2 separate regions of the Ovis aries genome follow, and region 2 is linked to region 1. A link is a contact called in public Hi-C data. All regions are on one chromosome and are shown on one strand. The core of a region is the stretch at or near the end of the contact, and the rest is flanking DNA. Distances in the headings are between cores, read along the strand shown. Region 1 has its middle 44 kb from the start of TARBP1. Region 2 overlaps LOC132658655 (a long non-coding RNA gene).

Region 1 (6,465 bases), core at 3,030-5,529:
GACCCCAGGGAGCTCTGGCCAGCGTAGTGAAAGTGAAGTTGCTCAGTCGTGTCCGACTCTTTGCGACCCCATGGACTGTAGCCTACCTGGCTCCTCTGTCCATGGGATTTTCCAGGCAGTAGTACTGGAGTGGATTGCCATTTCCTTCTCCAGGGGATCTTCCCGACCCAGGGATCGAACCCAGGTCTCCTGCATCGTAGACAGACGCTTTACCGTCTGAGCCACCAGCTGGGTCCCCCTGCCCCTCGGTCAGGCACCCCGTGTGCACGTCTGTGTCCGTGAGTGTGTGCAGGAGGAATGTTCGAGGAAGTCCAGGCGTGACTCTCTAAACAGTTTCTCACTCTTCAATTGGTAGACCAATCCTTTAGGGACCATTCTCCTGCCTGAGAATGTTTGCATCTGGAATATAGTGATCGTGAAAAACACTAGGTCCTCTTCGCAGAGATGAGTCAAACCCTCTGTGCACCGCAGCCATGAGAATGCCACCATTCCTTTTTTTTTTTTTTTTTGCCTGTGCTGGGTCTTTGTTGCGGCATTCAGGCTTTTCTCTAGTTGCAGCGCCTGAGGTTCTCTTGTGGAGCATGGGCTCAGTGGTTGTGGCTCCGGGGCTGAGTTGCCACCTGGCATGAGGAGTCTTAGTTCCTCCCCCAGGGATGGAATCCACGTCCCCTGCACTGGAAGGTGGATTCGAACCATTGGACAATCAGGGAAGTCCCCCATTCTTTTGTGCTGCTTCTCTCTTTTCCCTGCAGTCATGCCCTGTGGTTGGACTGCTTGCTAGACCTCGGTGCCCCCAGCCAGGGCTGTAGGTCACTGAAAGCAGAATTTGGGGTTCCCCAGCTAGGATAGGCTGGCTCTACCCTCTATAAGGGATCGATGTTGATATGCAGCCCCATCAAGGTGTGGGTCATCTGTTGTTTTCACCAGTCGGTTTCCTTGTCTGCAGCTGCCCTTCCTTTTCACCAAGACCAGATGTTGCTGACTGATGCAGTCTCACTTGCTAACCGCAAAGGTTTGTCCTTCTAAATGGTCTCCTGGGACTTCCCTGGTGATCCAGTGGTTAAGATTTCACCTCCCATTGCAGTGGGGGCAGGTTCAATTCCTAGTCGGGGAGCTGAGATCCCACATGCCTCTTGGCCAAGAAAACAAAACATAAAAACAGAAACAACACTGCAACAAATTCAATAAAGACTTTACAAATGGTCCACATCGAAGAAGACCCTTTAAAAAACAATCAAGTAAATTCTTTTATGAATTCTGTCTGGTGAAGTTCTCTATGTGCTAACAGCAACAGGAGTTGAGGTATATCCATCACTTTCATGCCAGGCACTTAGCCAAACCCACTGCAAGCTTCCTCTTATTTAAGCCCTAGGGTATTTCTTAAACTAACTGGCATGATGTCCATTTTCCAGATGAGGAAACTGAGGCTTCCAGAAAATAAAATCCTGCTTGAAATCACACAGCGCTCAAGGGGCAGAGGCTAGGTGGATACCCAGGAGGTTGGACCCCAAAACCCTTGCTCTGAATCGTAGCCACCAGGCTTGGCCAGCTTCACAGCATCTCAGCCCATGGGGGATGTATGGAGTTTGGCAAAAAGGGAAGAAAAGGATGAGAAAACTGATTTTGGATGTACAAGCTCTGGGTGAGGGTTAACACATCCTTTTTCCACTGCATTATACACAGTTATGCTATTTTCCTGCTTGGCTCCCAAGGGAAAGAGAGAGAGAGTCTAGTTCAAGGCTGTCCCAGCACCACCCAGGTTGTCTGTCTCTGGCCCTGTGATGACTGCTGGGCTCCTTTGCTGCCTCTCCAGTCCTGCCAGGGGACAAGTGCAGTCTGGAGACCATGGGCTCTTGCTGGTCCAAGTGGCATGTAAACCAGAGAGCTCCTCTGTGGGCACCCAGTTGAAAGGTCAGGGCGAGGTCAGGATGAAGGGTCAGGGCAAGGCCAGGAAGAAAGGTCAGGGCGAGGTCAGGCACGCCTGGGCATGCCCGGGCATGTCCGGACATGTCCCAGTAGAGGGCGCTGCAGACAAGCCCCGGAGACGGACCGGCAACCAAGCCGACCAATCAGGAGCCGACACGAAGCCCTCGCTGTCCAATCAGGAGCTGATATGGAGCCCTTGGACACCAATCACCGCTGAGCCCGCGTTTTCCTCCTTATATGGGAGCCCCGGCCAGGATTATAAAACCCTTTCCCCACCCCTCACACCTCGCAGACTCCACAGACTCCTTTTCCCCTGCAGACTCCTTTACCCCGCTGACTCCCTTTGCTTCGCAGACCACAATCCCCCCCCCCCCCACCCCTGCTCCCTTGCTTACCCGCCCCTGGGAGTTCTGCCGGAGAGCGACCGCCCAATAAAAAGGCCCTGAACAACGGTCCATAGGGGTGGTTCCTTCTTCCCGAGGCGTTTCTTACACCAGTGAAGCAAGGAGAAGAGGGATGTGGGTTCAGTTGACCCCCGCCCCAACCTCACCTGGAGTTGAACTTCATCCTTACTGCTCACATCCACACTGCCCGTAGCCTCAATGGTCCTTGAGCTTCACATTCTACTGGACAGGGCACTGCACTTGGCAAAGAGGACCATGGTCTGACCCCAGAGGAGAGCAGGCCGAAATGCTGAGAAAGACACAGACCTGGGCAGCAAGACCAGTTCTTAGCCCTGACACCAACTTGGCCATACCAGCAAAGCCATTCAACTTCTCTGGATTTCTTATTTCTCATTCTCAAAATGAATGAGGAGCTTGGGTTTCACTCAGTCTCTAAAAATTCCTTTCAATGCTAAGACCCAGTGATTCTAAATGTCTCCCCTCCTGGGCAGCCCCATTTCCATTCTCCTCCTGTGAACCAGGGGACCTTCTTCAGTGGGGATGATGGCCGAGTTCCCAGGAGGCTGTGCACCAAGGGCACAGCGATTACAGAACAGAAGGGGGATTGTTCCATCTGCTGGCAGGAGGAAGTGGCATCCTCCACAGCCCTGCTCAGAGGCAGATTTCAGAGCCACAGAATTCTTAGGGCTCTCAGTGCATTTCCAGAGGATGAGACCTACGACCTCCCCGGGAGCTGGTGATGAAAGGCGCCCCTCCGCAGTTGAGACTGATGCTCACACAGGCGGAAGTGGCTTTTCCCCCAAATCCTCCATCATTGTCACTCATGATTAAGTGAATTTAATAACAGTGCCCCTCCCCACCAACCAAATGACTTCTCTCCAAATTTATGATGTTCCAACTATTGACTGTGATTAACTGCTATAGCCACTGCATAACAATCTGGAGGGCTATTGTGCAGGGGAAACCTCCTTGAACTTCAAGGAGCTTTGCTCACTTTTCAGAAAGAGAGAAGGCAGGGGCATTAGCTGGAGGCTCTCTTATCCACTTGGCTATTTGTTGTTGTTGTTCAGTCACTCAGTTGTGTCTGACTCTTCGCAAACCCATGGACTGCAACATGCCAGTCTTCCCTGTCCTTCACTAGCTCCTGGAACTTGCTCAAACTCATGTTTTTTGAGTTGGAGATGACATCCAACCATCTCACCCTCTGTTGCCCCCTTTTCCTCCTGCCTTCAATCTTTCCCAGCACCAGGGTCTTGGCTATGGTATTCTTCAAAGTAAAATATTCCAAGATGAAAGTGGAGATCAAATTACCAGATCAGCAAATAATGACGTGGGGAAAATGAGGAAATAGGTATCACGTGGGCAGTGGTTGACACATCTTTCTTATCTGTGGCTCTCAGCATGCAGGGGCTGCTCAAGGTCACTGCCCACAAGGTCTGGCTGACTTTCTTAAAGCGAGATCAGAGAGCAAATCATAAATGGAGGCAAATTTCAGCTGGGTCTTTCAACCAGCCATTTTGCTCTATGAAAGGTCACAAGGTAACAGGGTAATTGGAGGGTTTGGATAAGCTGGTGAGGGAATAAAGGCTTTTCCCAAGGATGATAAAAGCAGAGAAACAGCTCTCTGACCTAAACTGGCTGCCCTGTTTCTTCAAAAATAGGTTCTCTAACGTGGAGAAGCAGAAATCGAAACCTTCCTAAATCCCCCTCGAATGTTTGGAATGGAACAAAAACACCTATTTCATGAAAAAAAAAAAAAAAATTACGTTTTGAAAGATCCCAGCAACAGGAGGCACCAGCTGCTGGGTCATCTAAGTGTTTTTGGAAAAGGAAAAGAACTATTCGGCATGAAAGATTCAGGAATGTCTGTTGACATATTAAGGAAACAACCTCAGGGGACAGCTGACAAGGCTCCAAGAAACATTACCAAGGGAACAGTGACGCAAACGCGTTCCGTTTTTACAGGCGGGCCGGCTGCCAGGCTCCCTCGCCTGGCGGCTGATGTAATGCTAATCCCTCTCTGGGTTAGCGTTGCTTGGATATCAACTCAAGCGGCTCAGTCAGCTGCAATCAATAGCAAGCTCCTTTTATAGAAGATAGTAAAAGAAAAAATATGTATACAGAGAGTGAGAGAGAACCCCAGATTCTGGTGTGCTGAAAACCTATACATTGTGTCAAAAACGAGAGAGGCAAAGGAAGGAAGGACCAACACAAAGCTAAGAAGCACCTAACAATGCATTCAGGTGTCTTTCCATAGAATAAGGCCAGTTGTCAACAAAAGATACTATTATTTCATACTATTAGTTTTTTTTAAAGCATAACTAAGGAATATGCCTAATTCCCAGCTGAGCTAAATGAAGATGGAAGAAAACAGAAGACATTAGGTGGGAATGTGAAAATAATGATTTTTTTCATTATCGAGTAAATGGGCTGATTCCTTTTAAAACCTCTGCGTAAAATACTGCTTTTGAAAAATTCTATCTTCAAGACCACTGCTTTTCAATTATTTTAGAATAAATAATAAGATGAATTATGCAAATTTTAATCAGCCTTGGATTGAATGCTTATGTCAAGGGTCCTCTACAATGGGCTAAGGGGCCACGTTTGCATTTTCTCTTTCTCAGGCATGGCAATTTTAACTGTCCAAGAGTGATAAAGAAGAACCCATTTTAAAAGCTCAGTTCAATTATGCACATTCTTCTTTATTTTCTAGGTCATACTTAGATGGAAGGAACTGATGTAATCTTACACAGAAGACCAACAGCAAAAGCATCCCTCATTCCAAGACTTTCAGAGTCTAAATAATAATAAAGTGGGGGTGGGGTGAAAGGGAAGGATGAACACCAATGGAGATAGAGTTATTTTTTAATAATAATGAGATGAATATAATGATGATACAGCACATTAGATGCAGGAATCAAGTCCACTAGGATGGTAGTGACGTGATACCAATGACACACGATTCACCTTTGACATATTTAAAACACTGTCCTTCTAAGGTAGTGAAGCTTTTTTTTTTCCAACCCAAAAGAAATTTAAGCTTTGGGGAGTCAATAAGCCTCATGAATTTATATGAAAAGTTTATGGCTATATACATATTTTTCTGGGAGGAAGTCTTCCACCTTTCATTAGATTTTCAAAAAAGTCCAAAAGCTCCTCCAGTGTGAAAACTGATGAATTCTAAGGAGTTAAAAATCCTTCAGGAATTTGATCTCAATTATCCTTTAGCTCCCAGGGAGATCATTTATTTACAGGTAAAGAAAGTGGGAAATTGAGAGGCTAAGTTGATTGCCCAAGGTCATGAAGTGGCCTGGTCTATTATTATCAGTGACACTAAGATCAGACGGTCCCCTTGTATGAGTTTCTGTGGCATGTCCATTAGTCAGGAATGTTCCTTTAGAGCACTGCTTACTAGGGAAGGACCAGAGGAAGCTTGGGATGCCTTCTGATGAGGTCAATTTCAACTTAACTGACAGCCCCGGCCCCCATCCTTTCCCATGCCTGCCCATTCTGCCCTCTCGGGCCCCCACCTGCTACCCAAAGTCTCCTTTCAGTGAGACCAAGGCTAAGCAGAAGACTCAACTGCAGAATTTCAACATTTTAACAGTCTCACATAAGAATGTAATTTTAGCATCACCTTTCTTTGATAAAGCGATGTTTGCTTTGAAATCTTGAAACACTTCCTATCTGGCAGAAAGGATACAGAACAGGAAACTAGGGCACACAGATAGGAGGGAACTTCCCAGCATTGTAGAAAATAGGATGCAAATTTAGTTCTCTATACTCACAGGCTGGTCTGTTCTACATTGACTTACACCAGCTCAGCCTAGCAATCAAGACCTGCATTTTGAATCAAATTCTTCCTGCCTGTGGGGAGGGGTCAGCCATGGATGGCGCAAAAAGTCCTCAAGTAGGAACGCAAGAAAAGAGAGTGGAGTGGAAGGCGTGAGAGTAGGGATTTTAATATAAATATTAAGAAGTGTAACATTTAATGTCATTTTACCATTCTAAAATCATATTTGTTCATTGTAGGAAATTTGGGAAAAACGAAAGTAAAGAGAAGAGGAAGGAAAAAAATATTTAATCCCATTTCTCCCAGGTGTGATCCTAAAAGAATAAACATCTTGATTGTTAG
Region 2 (6,720 bases), core at 2,894-5,393, 330 kb after region 1:
CTATGAGATCAGAGAGTTGGGTCAGAAAGCAGAGCAAGGGGCAGGAGGTGCCACCACCCAGACACACCAAGACCTTGGCTCCAAGCAATCTCACTAAATGACACAGCAACCACGGAGGGGAGGGCACCCTTTCTGCCCCTTGCCAAGCTGTAAAAAGTGGTGGCAAGAAAGTGTGTCCAAATCTTCTTTCTCAGATCATGGAATCTAACCACCAGAATATTGATGAATCCCAGAGCAAAGTTGGAGGACAAAGTCGAACAGCAGCCAGTATTGTAGAGTCATCATGGGTCTTAAAGTTTATCTGGTCTACCTTCTGCTCTGTGCACAAACATCTCTGGACCCAGTCAGTCAGTCCCATTCATGGAAGGGTTTCAAAAATCTCAAGCCCTTAAGTTTTAAGTTGGCAAACAGAAAAACCTTGTGATTCCTCTGATACAGTGATGTTTTGAGAATAAACAGAACACTTATTATGCACAATGCACTCTCTTGGGAACCACAAGGAATTCAAAGCACCTGTCCCCAAGAAAAGCTCATGATACAGACGGAGCAGAAAGGCCAGTTCAGCTGTGGACACAACTGAGGGCAGCTGTAATAAGGACTGTAAGCTGAGCATCAGTGTGGGAGAGAAAGGCAAAAGCCAGACCTGGGGGTTTCTGCAGAACTGGCCTCATTCCTTTAAAAACCTCAACCAATTCAAATGACACACTTGATTCAAAAGAATCGACTGTTAGAAAAAAAAAAATGGGACAATCGGAAAAATTTCCATCTGGATTGGATTGGGTGAAAGCAAGGAATTATTTCTATTTTTAGGTCTCGAACAGTAATATTATGACATCTGAAATGTCCGTCTTTTTTAGAGATGCAAAATCTAGTATGTATTGAGTTGGCCAAAAAGTTCATTCAAGGGAGTGCTGGCTCCCTTGAGTGAGCTCAAGAACCTGGTTTGTTTGCCTCTGTGTGGATCAGAGCTCCAAACATCAGCCTGGTGGGTAGAGACCCACCTGTGTTGGCCTGTTTCTCAAGGATATGGTAAGCGCTGAGCCAAGAGAGAAGGCAGACGACTACAAATACCGGACCCTGAATGCAGGCAGAGAGGGAGGGCACCAGGACCTACAGTGCTGACTCTTGCCTCAAGGACAGTCCCCTGAACCCTTCACTGGTGGACCCAGTCTCCGTCCAGACAGACCACCAGTCCCATGTGAGACACTGTTGCTTCCTTCTTGGGACACATGGTCTTCTTGGGAATGTAGTTCCCACTGCTCCTTCTCCTCTGGATTCTCCAGCATCTCCAGAGAAAATAGATCAGAGATGACCACACGAGAGTGAGCCTTGGGGTCACTTGCCCAGGACCGCATCCACCTGCCTCTCCCCACCACCCCTCCCATCCCCAGACAGGATCCCACCTTGCCTGGCACTGTCTCTGCGAGGGAGTGGGCTACCTGGCGGGGCTAAATCGGCTGCTGTTGGCCCGTCAGTGCAGTCCCACAACTGTGCACCTCCCCAGGGCCAGGAGGGGCCTCTGCTGGAGTGGGGTGGGCTCTCAGGCCCTGCCAAAACATCCTACCACCTCATCTCAGGCCTGATTTGCCTCTGACTCACCCAGTTTTTCTGAGATCACAAAACAATGAACCCTGGTCATATCTCCAGAATGGACTTGGTGTTCACTGCTGGGGTTAATTGCCCTGAACGACCTGAGAGTCTTCCTGAAACCACTGTGGTTCACTCGAGTGAGGCAGGAGGTTCCTCTCTCATAAGCTTATCTTCACCACGCAGCCCTGGTAAGTAATTGCTGAGGGTTGCAAAATCAAAGGGAAAATATTTACAATAAAGGTTGACCTAAAAAAGATCTAGACCGGGGTCAGTGTCCCTTCAGCTTGGCCTGACCAATTCCAGACAGAGCGCCTCAGGGGAAGGCAGGGCCTTGGGTACAAAGAGCGTGGGTTTGGAGTAGGCAGAGGCCTGAGTTCAAATCCTGCCTCCCCACTTAACTAGTTGGGGCAACAGAGTTCATCTCAGATGAGATTTCCTATCTCAGAAGGTTTTGCAAAGGAATTGAGATTCGTGCAAGTGAGATGCTTGGCATGAAATAAACATGTTTGGCCTCCTCCTCCACCTCTACACATCAGATTCCTCACCTTTTAAAAATATTTACTTATTTATTTGGCTGCATCAGGCCTTATGTGCAGCACCCAGGATCTTTTGTTGCAGCACACTAACTCTCTACTTACAATGTACATACTTAGTTGCTGCTCAGCATGTGGGATCTTAGTTCCCTGAACAGCAATAGAACCTAAGTCTCCTGCATTGCAAGGCAGATTCCTAACTACTGGACCAGGAGGAAGTCCCCCAGCTTCCTCACCTTTTAGATTAAAAAGCTGGAGGAGGTGGGTCTCAAGGCCACTTTCAGCTCTGACTTCCTGCTGTTCCCTGAAATCACAGGGGTTGTAAGTTCCTCTCCTGTGGAGGATAGGGTGATGCATTCTGCATCCAGCTGCCCTCCTGGCCTCTAACTGACAGGTTCTGGGCTCGGCTGCCATTGTAAAACCACAGGGACACCAAAAGACCTGGGTGGAGGCCTGGTCGCACAGCCTGGACAGGCTCCTAGCCTCCCCTCTCCATCTCAAAGGGCTTCTCTGCTCCATGCACAGCAGGGGTTTGTCCTTTCTGATTTTGTGCACTCTCTCAAAGGTTACCAGCCGAGGACTTCCCTGGTGGCCCAATGGTTAAGAATCTGCCTGTCAATGTAGAGGACATGGGTTCGATCCCTGCTCCAGGAAGATTCCACATGCCGAGGGGAAACTAAGCCCATGCACCGCAACTACTGAAGCCCGCCCTGTAGAGCTCGTGCTCTGCAACAAGAAAAGCCACCGCAATGAGAAGCCCAAGCACAACTAGAGAGTCGTCCCCTCTCTCTGCAACTAGAGAAAGCCTGCAAGCAACAATGATCCCGTGCAGCCAAAACATGAGTAAGTAGTAATTTTTATAAAAAGGTTACCAGTTGGGTAGAAATGCATTATAAGACATTCAGACTTTAGCCATTGTCCTGATGGGCAGCTTAGTGGAGAGAACCACCCTCGGGCAGGTACTGGGAGATGAATTCACTCCTCGCAGGCTGATGGCTTTGGGCTCAAATGCTCCTCTAGTTCCTCACCCCTCCAATGACAAGCCGCCATATCCACTCTTGCTCTGTTGGGTGAGATTTTCCCATCAAATGGTAGATCTTGTGAATGTTTCTGAAAAATATGAAACTCTGGGAAAACGGGAGGGATTGTGGGGACTCCAGCTTGGGTCTCTAAACCAGACCTCCCATTCACCCTTCTGTTGTCCTGGGAAAACCCAAGACAAGAACTGGCCAAGCCCTTCACAGGAGGAATCACTGGAACTCTTTCTCTAACCCTTGGGGAGTAGCTGGCTGCCTTTCCATGGGAAAGCACATGGGATAAGCTGTGTGTCTCTCATGACCTCTAGGTGAGTGACCACATGCTCCCTGTACCCAGGCCATTTCAGTTTATTCTCGTTACCCAGAGTAATCATTAACAGCACCTCCTTTTATTTTCAAAATAGCACCCCAGCTGTGCAAAAAGGTATACGGTCACCATCCCTCCACGCCAAGTACTACGTCTACAGCCAAGCTGGATTGCCTTGACCTTGCATGCTCAGTCGCGTCTGACTCTTTGCAACCCAGTGGACTGTAACCTGCCAGGTTCCACTGCTCATGGAATTTTCTAGACAAGAATACTGGGATGGGTTGCCGTTTCCTATCACAGGGGATCTTCCTGACCCAGGGATCGAAACTGCATCTTTGGTGTCTCCTGCATTGTCAGGCAGATTCTTTACCAACAGCACTACCTGGGAACCTCTGCAATGATTCATCATCTGATGCAGATGTCACCCCCATTGCACTTCTGCAAGAGGGGACACGGTTTCAAGGGGGATCAGAGGGTGTCAGGCCCAGACGTACTCACCAGCCTCCTAAGAGCAGGGGCACAGTGCTGTTCTGTGGCCCTTGGAGACCGGTTCCTTCCTCTCCTCAATTCCTTGCTCATCCAGCTCCATCCGAAGGCTCAGCTCTGCCAGTACCAGCATGGCCCGCCGCTCACCCAGAGCTGCCCCCAGCTGGGCCTCCCAGGTCTCAGAGCTGCTTCCGTTTGAGAACCGCCCGGGAGCCAAGGACATTCTGTGCCGAACAGACTGAAGCTCCTCATCCCCAGGGCTGACTGTTCTCAGCTGTTACTACATCATGACAAGAGAAACTTGAAGGAAGGCTTGGGATGCCACAGATAGTTGAACTGTTGATGTTTAAACATATTTTTCCCTCTCAGCCAGCAATTCTGTGGTTTCTCTTATTGGGTTGGAAGCCCTCTAGAACACTTCATGTTGACAGCAGTTTGTAATTATGTCACTTCCACCCCCTCATGTGCCCAAGAGGGGCCTCACAGAACAAGCACTCGTCCCATTTCACAGATAGGGAGACTAAGTTCAGAACAGGCAAAAGATGCTGATCTTTCACTTGACCTAGCCACGCAGGCTTCCTTCTAATCAAGACTTTGACTAAATCGTTCTCACACACACATACACACGCTTACACAAACTCGAACCGTTTCCCAGGGGACCTTGTATGGTTTCCCCTCTCTGGTTTTACTCGTGATACTTTCCTACTTCCTGGCTATAAATACCCCGAGGTCAAAGACGTCTCTTGGTTTCACTACATCAGCCAAAGAAGCAGTCACTCAGAAGCAGACAGCAGGGAGCAGCCACAAAGGGAGAGGCGGCAGGTCTGCTCCGTCCAGGACAGAGGGGTTATTTCCTTTGTGTTTTGCTTTTCAGAAGCAGCCACCAGAATTCTGTCCGGGAAAGTCAAGCCCCGTCACGCACGCTTGTGCCCCAGGGCTTGGGCTGGATAAGCAAGGGTGGAAAAAGCACTCTCATTTTGAAGCCTGCCTAAACCAAGGCTGGTGGAGGTGAGGCCCCTGTATGGCCAACCACTGGACCAGCTGTAAAAACCCACCTCCAGACTTTTCAGATGGGGGTTCAAGGCCACACCCCAGGGAAGCTATTTCTTCTAAATACCACTGTCTTCTCTTCCTCTTTCCTCACTTTCAGGGTAAATTCTTCCTCTATGTTTCATAGACTTTGAATTAATGTTTCTCTTATTACAAATTTATTATTTATAATATAATTATTATTTATCATATAATTGTGTTATTTATATTAGAGCTTCCCTAGTGGCTCAGATGGTAAAGCATCTGCCTTCAAGGCAGGACACCCAGGTTCAACTCTCATTTCTCCTTCTGAACTCATCTGTTGCCCCATCATGAAGCCAGTGGGAAACTCCTCTGTACACTCATAAGAAAGTGAGAGTGAAAAAGGCGAATGAGGCCTTAGCAGTGTTTTGAAAATAGTCTTGGCTGTCCAGAGCCCACTGTGAAGAGAAAGGCCAGGGAGAAGAGCCTTCCCTTCCCTGAGCAAGAGCAGGACAATCCAGGGCTCCCCTCCATGCAACATGTCAAGGCCCTGAAGAATACAGTCACACAGGTCCCCGGGCACCTTCTGGATGCTGGAAATCACATGGCCATAGGCACCCAGAGGTCCCAAAGCCGGGAACCTGCACCCATACAGACCTTTCAGGGAGATCTTGCTTTCCCCAGCCCAAAAAACTAACATAGTTAATGCCTACTCTGACCTGTGACCTGCTGCTGGCCTGCCCTAGTGCCCCCACCACTACCACCACCACTCCCAGGCCTCACGGTGGTCTGCTCCCGTGGTCATGCCCGTGTGGTAGTAGATCACATTATCAGCCCTGTTCTTGCCTTCCTGTGCCCATAGCCCAGCCATGGAAGGGTGCTCTTTGCCATCCCTTGGCTTTAGGTTTGGCCATGTGACTTGCATTGGCCATAAGTGTGTGGACAGAAAGACCAAACAGCAGCCCTGAGCCTGGGCCTTGGGAGTCTTGCATGTTTCCACTTGCCCCTTTGTACTCCCATCATCATCAGAAGAGTCTACTGCCAGATCATTGCTGTCGCTTAGCCTGGGACCCCCAATGAACAATTATGGCAAGGACTGAGCCCCGTCAGCACCGACAGACCTATAGACTGAACCTGAGCCACCCCAACTGACCCTCAAATCCATGAATATAAACACGTATGATTGTGTGCTGCTGAGGTTTTTGCAGTTATTTGTTAACACAGCAAGGGCTAGCCAATACACCTGTTTCCTTGCCTCTAGTCTCTTTAAGACTATGAGTTACACAAAGGCTGCAACCAATGCTTGTTTTTATATTGTTTCCCAAGAGCACATAGCAATTATTTAATAAATGTCTTTTGAACATGGGAAGAAATGCACAGATGAACACCTAGACTAGTCCAGTTACCAGATCAGACTTCTGGAATCCTCTGACCCAAAGATCATCACAGAACACATCAACGATTACACACTAGGTATCCCAAGGACAGATCCACTCATATGCAAGGCTAGGCCAGCATTAGACCAGCTCTCATAACAGGCAATGGGGGACTTCCCTGGTGGTTCAATGGTGAAGAATCTGACCTGCCAATGCAGGGAACATAGGTTGTTATCCCTGGTCCAGATTCCTCATGCTGCAAGGCAATTAAGCCCACACTCTGCAACTACTGAGTCCATGCATCCCAGAGCCCATGCTCTGCAACAAGAGAAGCTGCTGCATTGAGAAGCCTCAACTAGAGCGTATCCCCTCTCACCACA

What was found. Hi-C and Micro-C count contacts between places; a contact is called where the count stands out from the background.
Region 2: a Hi-C map of liver shows a contact between it and region 1, with 3 times the contacts expected there. The contact joins two enhancer-like sites. A contact is called at or near these places in 2 of 16 Hi-C or Micro-C datasets (liver and skin fibroblasts).

What each region holds. Positions count from the first base shown.
Region 1 is chr25:6,692,897-6,699,361 of ARS-UI_Ramb_v3.0, forward strand. No RefSeq gene overlaps it. Among named protein-coding and RNA genes, the nearest start is that of TARBP1, 44 kb to the left of the region's middle. Within about 2 kb of position 4,280, at least 21 of the 54 cell types and tissues checked have an H3K27ac peak or open chromatin away from gene starts, as enhancers often do. A contact at or near this core is called in liver, where this site is marked.
Region 2 is chr25:7,023,803-7,030,522 of ARS-UI_Ramb_v3.0, forward strand. All of the region lies in intron 1 of LOC132658655 (a long non-coding RNA gene), which reads right to left. Among named protein-coding and RNA genes, the nearest start is that of TRNAR-CCU, 190 kb to the right of the region's middle. Within about 2 kb of position 4,144, at least 13 of the 54 cell types and tissues checked have an H3K27ac peak or open chromatin away from gene starts, as enhancers often do. A contact at or near this core is called in liver, where this site is marked.